2 separate regions of the Zea mays genome follow, and region 2 is linked to region 1. The links are chromatin contacts, called in public Hi-C maps. All regions are on one chromosome and are shown on one strand. The core of a region is the stretch at or near the end of the contact, and the rest is flanking DNA. Distances in the headings are between cores, read along the strand shown. Region 1 holds the start of LOC100382927. Region 2 holds the start of LOC103653563 (DNA repair protein RAD50).

What was found. Hi-C and Micro-C count contacts between places; a contact is called where the count stands out from the background.
Region 2: a Hi-C map of tassel shows a contact between it and region 1, with 4 times the contacts expected there. The contact joins the promoter of LOC103653563 here to the promoter of LOC100382927 in region 1. A contact is called at or near these places in 3 of 25 Hi-C or Micro-C datasets (ear, endosperm and tassel).

The regions. Positions count from the first base shown.
Region 1 is chr4:103,975,001-103,978,036 of Zm-B73-REFERENCE-NAM-5.0, reverse strand. It overlaps LOC100382927, which reads left to right and starts at 1,398. Exons shown (of 9, transcript NM_001366808.1): 1 at 1,398-1,623; 2 at 1,712-1,858; 3 at 1,954-2,284; 4 at 2,365-2,591. The coding sequence starts at 1,567.
Region 2 is chr4:104,252,220-104,255,495 of Zm-B73-REFERENCE-NAM-5.0, reverse strand. It overlaps LOC103653563 (DNA repair protein RAD50), which reads right to left and starts at 1,608. Exons shown (of 27, transcript XM_008680435.4): 1 at 1,226-1,608; 2 at 1,040-1,126; 3 at 665-832. The coding sequence starts at 1,348.

The DNA.
Region 1 (3,036 bases), core at 149-2,648:
AAACCAAATACTCCATTAGGGAATGAGGATGAGCAGGAGCGTCCTCTCGTGAATGATGGATGGGAGGAAGTCCATTAAAGAAAACTTGCCTCGCATCGGCGGTGGGATCATGACATATGTAGATTGCTTGTTGAGCAAGTCTATTAACGTATTGAAGTTGGGACTCCACCTTGCATCCATATCGAAATGGAGATTGGAAAGCTAATTAATTGAAATAGAAAGTGAAGCTATGAACGGAATAGAGGCCTTGTGAATTGGAGATGAATGCATGTGAATGAACTCAAACACCCCTCTATTTATAAAGGATTCAAGATTTTTTGTTTTATTTTTATTTTTATTTTTTAAAATTCAAACGGATAAAATAACGTAACCAATAATACGACGTCACATCAACCGTTGTCCGCTCAAACAGTGGTCGATAACGACCAACTTAGTCCTACTGTGACTCATACCGGCCACGGTAATCGATCGATAGCACAATTGACCAATCGATCGTCGTTGACATCACCCCGGTCATGGGTACTTAGGGGTGATAATGGATCACGAGCCAAACGTTTCTTCACAACTTTTTAGAGCTCTAAATAATTTTTTGTTCAAAAATAAATAGAAATAAAACTCGATCATAATTCAATCCGATACTTAAATTTTATAGTGTACTTCTGTCCCAAAAACAAAGTCGTTTGACTTTTTTGAGCTAAATTTGACCGGTTCGTTTTATTCAAAATATTTGTGAAAACATAGAAAAATCAGTTGATAGTTAGTATGATAAACTAATTCAGAATGAAAATAAAATAATAATTATATTTTTGAATAAGATGAGCCTATCAAATTTGGTCTAAAAAATCAAAATAAGGCTAATCACAATAGAGGTTTCATGAGGTGTTTCATGTATTAATTAATCTACCACATCAGATATTTGGATGATATGTCATATCATTTAATAAGGAAGAGTTTCATGGAGTTTCATGGGGATGAAACCATGTTAACTCGTTTCCAAGGTCTTGGAAACTGTGTGAAACCTCCACTGAGAGTGTTTTGTTTCATCTTCATATAATTGAGTACATCCTATTGGTTATTTATATACGACATTTAAGAAGTATGTTGACATATGAAATAATGAGATGAAACTCTCTATTGAGAGAGGGTGTTTCATTCATCCATAAAACTGACGTGATATTTTTGGAAATAGGGACATGAAATCCTCACTGTGATTAGCCTAACATCATTTATGTATAAAGTAAAATTTAGAGCTCATTGTTAGCCGTATCGGTGGCGGCCTTTGGCCACGTCACGCCAGCAATTGATACCGCCGTCCGATCCAGCCTCACACCACTGTTCACGGATGAAAGCATCAATCAGATCACGGCTCCAGATCCGCCGTACGCAAAGCCCCATACCCCAATACCGGTGCCGCCTTCGCCTCGCACTACACCTCTCCCTCCCTCCGCCTCCATCTCCTTCGCCACCAGAACCCAAGCGCTGCCCCACACGCCGCCGCAGCCCGCACGGGAGCCGCGCGCCGCACCAAAACCCTAGGTCTCCTCCGTCCCCCGATCCATCGCCTTCATGGCCGCGCCGCAACCTGTCGCCCAGGCCCCCGAGGCACCGCCGTCTGCGCAAGTGGTAAGCAGCTTCGCCGCTCTCAGGCCGAGATTTCAGCGGGATTCTCCCGTGTTCCAGAAGCTGATCTAGTGTCTATCTGCGCGCGCAGGTGGGCAACGCGTTCGTGCAGCAGTACTACCTCGTGCTGCACCAGTCACCGGATCTGGTGTACCGCTTCTATCAGGAGGCTAGTCGCCTCGGCCGCCCCGCATCCGCCGCCGGAGCCGCCGGCATGGACTCCGTCACCACTATGGAGGTGAGCCACCGTCCCCGGTCACCCAGATCTGTCGCTTTAGTTTCATTTCGATCGCGATGCTGAGAGATTTTGGGGGGCCTTGTGCGCCTATGCAGGCAATCGGCGAGAAGATAATGGAGATGGACGTGTCAAAAGCGGAGATCAGGACGGTGGACTCGCAGGAGTCGCTTGGCGGCGGCGTCACTGTGCTCGTCACAGGCCACCTCACCGGCCGTGACGGAGTGCGCCGCGAGTTCTCGCAGTCCTTCTTCCTGGCGCCGCAGGAGAAGGGCTACTTCGTGCTCAACGACATGTTCCGCTTCGTCGGGGAAATCCCTGCCCCTACCGCTGTAGAGGCGCAGCCAGAGGCGGATGCTGTAGTCCTGTCTGTGGCTGCCAACGGCACATCTACTCTTGCTGTGGAGCCTGCCACCCCTGATGACCGTAGTGTGTAAAGCACAGCCTGCAGTTCAGTCGTGTTTTTCATGAGGCAGATGATAACAACACTCTTCTTTCACTGTTTGTAGATGCCGTGCCACAGCAGGAACATCATGTTGTGGACCGATCACCACCTCAACCTGAGGAGGAGGAGGAGGCTGAGGTTTACGATCCGCCGCCAGAGGAAGTAGTGGATGAGGAACAACCTGTTCCTGAAGTGATAAATGAAGTTCCAAACAACGTGGCAGCTGTTTTGGCAACTACAGTTGCCCCTGTGTTGCAGGAGGAGGCACCAAAGAAGTCATACGCCTCAATTGTAGGTTTCTAAAAGCAACTTCGTACTTTAAACTCATTTGCTGCTTATGCATTTACGCCCGTTCATGGATAATGCAGTTTTAGCTATCTTTTTATAACTTTATCCTAAATGTTTTACATTTTTTTTTGCATGTCCACGGTTTAAAGATGTACTCCGTCCGTCTCAAAATATTAGTTGGTTTACTTTAGCTCTTGATTTTTATGTCTTATGTTCAAATGAATGATGGTGAATCTAAACACACATATAAAACAAATACATCAATTATTGTGTGAATCAACTAAAAAGGTAAAACAAATTTTATTTTGGGACGGAGGGAGTATATGCTAGTCAATTCCAAAATCTGTTGTTACATATGAATTTAACTAATCTGGACGCACTATCCCAGACTGATCACTCTGGAACAGAGTTCATGTGATGTTCATGAGCATGATGTATGTCTTCAGTA
Region 2 (3,276 bases), core at 359-2,858, 280 kb before region 1:
TCTCCGTCAACCTGGTCCAGCACCACGAAGCATGTTGAGATTGATCTTCACTTCATTCGTGAGCGTGTCGCCATCGCAGGTGTTCGTGTTCTCCATGTTCCAACCAACTCGTAGAGTATTCCATCCTCGATGTTCTTGGAGTTTTGGTTCACTCTCAACATATGTTGTGGCTAGAGTTTCGACTGCGGGAGGTGTTAAGAGAGTTTTATATTATGGTTGTTTACTTGTGTGTGTATTATGGGCCTAGCATAGCCCAACCCATTAGGCCTATTAGGGTTAGGGGAACCCTAGGTCTATATATTGTAACCCTTTCACCAATTATTAGTATTCCGAACTATTATCTCTAAAAAGTAGGGGTAACTTTTACACTTATATTTCTCTTAGGGATTCTACCGGCATGGCTAATGCAGCAACCCCGACAGCGTCGATCCTTGCTCTGCCCCTGCATTGCAATATGTTGCTGTTTCATAAAGGGTGGTTCGACAATTTGTTACTCTGGGGTTTTCAAAACAACGCAATATAAATGTCGCTCTCTCGTAAAACTATTATATGCCATAATAGATTTTATATAAACTAAAAATGTGTTATCAAACAGACTAAAAATGCAAAGACCAAACTGGGCATCAACAACCTAAATTGAAAAACAAAAGGAAAATGTGCAGACCTCCCCTGTGTGTGGATTTATAGTCTGGAGGACGCTTTCAATTGCCTTAAACTCCATCTTTGATGCCTTTTGGGTAAGCTGGAAGGACCGGATGCACACCACATCCTTTCCTGCTGCAGTCTTAAACCGCAACTTAATTTGTCCTTTTGTTTCCGTCTCGCCAGCTACCTACATTGTAAAGGACAATAAATCCTCAAAACAGATTACAGAGTTGCATTTCCACATACATTAACCACAGTTCTCAATTTCTGAAACGCCTGCGCCCCAACACCAGAGATAAAGCAAAGCCTCCTTTGCTGGCCACACGAGAGAACCCAGACCGTGATATAGAGAAGTTATTAATGGAGTAATGGGTATGAAAACCGAGCATATCACCTTGGGGTCGTGGACGAAGGTGTGGCCAGAGCGGGAGTTGGGGGGCAGCTCGCCGGTGCAAGAAAGCTTCAGGCACTCGATGATCGTCTGCAAAACAAACAGAACAGAACACACAAAAATCAATCCAGGAACGACTAATCTTCTGGGTGCAGGATCTCGGATTTAGAGGTGTAATCAAACACATACGGTCTTGCCAGCACCGTTGGGGCCAACGATGAGGGTGAGCGGCTTGAAGAAGGTGATGACGTTCTTATTGTCCGGATCGAAGCTCCGAATCCCCTTGATCAGCATCTTGTCAACGGTGCTCATCTTGCCCCACGAGCCCCAAGTGCCTCCCTCTACGACTTGCACTCCGATCCAGTCTGGCCAGAGCGATTGCCCCAAACCTAGATTGCGGATGCTATCTCCCTATCAACTTCTATTCATTACGCTCGTAGTGATTGCAAAACGATTGGAAAGAGAAAAGGAGGGGCAGTGGAGGAGAAAATCGCGTTTTTTTGGAGTCTTCAGCGGCGTTAGGGTTTTTAGGGTTTTGTACCGGTTAGGGTTCTTAGGGTTTTGTACGGCTATGGGTGCTAATGGATCCAAATGTTTCTTCGTTTATGGTAGAATTCTAAAAAAATTTTAATTAAAAATAAATATAAATAGGGTCTAATCTCTACTATACTACTAGTTTCAACGGTGGTTCCGCGTTATCTTTTTACAAAAAAGACACTATATTTTTCAAATCAATTCAGTGTGTACATCAGGTGGGGTTTGAACTCCACACCCTAATGAAAGAAGTGTGGAAGACACTTGATGAAGTTGTCTAACCAGTAGAACATCATAATCAAATGTTTATAATATTGAATATAAATTGTACATATGTATATATATATATATGATTTTTTGTAAAATAAAAAAATAATTATGTAGGACCGGGCCAGCACTACGGACCGAGGATACGACCCAAACACCGCACGACGCTCGCGCTGGTTTGGCCCAGGCACTATTAAATGGGTCGTGCCTCGGACCGACTCGCCAGACACGGCCTATTTGGCCATCTATACATCCGCACGATAATGATGGTCCTCGTCTGAGTTGTCACCACCACATTCGTCATTCTACTTCTTTTCTCTCTCCCCTCATGCCTCCACCTCCGCGCCACCCATTCTCGGCAGAGGGCGAGGAGCAGGCGCCTCCTACCCGTATTCGTATGACACCAGCCCTGGCATCGACTCGCGCAGTGGGTATTGCACGTCCACGAGGACGTTTCACATCATGCGCGTATCATCGTTTTCACCATTGTCGGACATCTCGTTCGTCTTCCCGGCCTTCGCCCTGTTCTTCCTCCTCAACCTGCTGCTCACGATCGCAACCGTGAGTCGACCGACGCTCGTCGACGCGGGTATGGGGCAAATCGGTCATGCTCCTAGCCTTTCTTTGTGCGTGCCGTCGAGAAGGACATGGTGGTGTCTGCCACGCTTAGGTTATCTTAGTGATGAGGAGTTTAGGTCTGAGATATTGGACAACTAAGACCCGTAACGTGACATCAGTCGGCATATGCTATGGAGTTGGTGGTGGTGTTGTGTCGCTTCGGCGGGTCCAGGGTTGGGAAGACACTCGCATTCTCTCGCCCTTCTCGGACTGACACCTGGTGGGGGTGCCTCTTGGTTTGGAGCTACTCCGGCTAGGCTTCTTTCTCCGCTTGCGTGCTCACTCCCTATATATCTAGCGGTATACTACCTATGTCGCCTTCAGATGTCCAGGTCTTCGTCATGTCCTTCTCCGGCAACGAACAGGTATGCTTGCCTCTTCCCTTCCCCTCCTGTTCTACGAAACCTTGGAAGTGGGGGAGGCGAGTGATGAGGGTCTCTGATTTGCTGCCTATGATACTCGTGCGTTCATAAAAAAATATTATGCGAAGAGTGGAGACAACCAATAAAAAATCTTGAGATCTTTTTGGTGGATAGTTTATGTGGGTATTGTTATGACCCGTCGCAACGCACGGGTAACCGACTAGTCCTAATCTAATCTTTAAATCTTATAGTATAAAATTTATAGCTCATTATCATCCCTATATACGGTATTTCTATTCCGATTTCTAAGCGATCCAACCCAACTAGGGATGGTAACCGATAAACTATCTGCGAACAATGTCTCTGAACATCCATATCCATGACTTAAATTTGTTATCTGAATCAGTACCCGTTACCCACCACGGATAAAAAGATTGTATCCACACGGGTAACGGATAT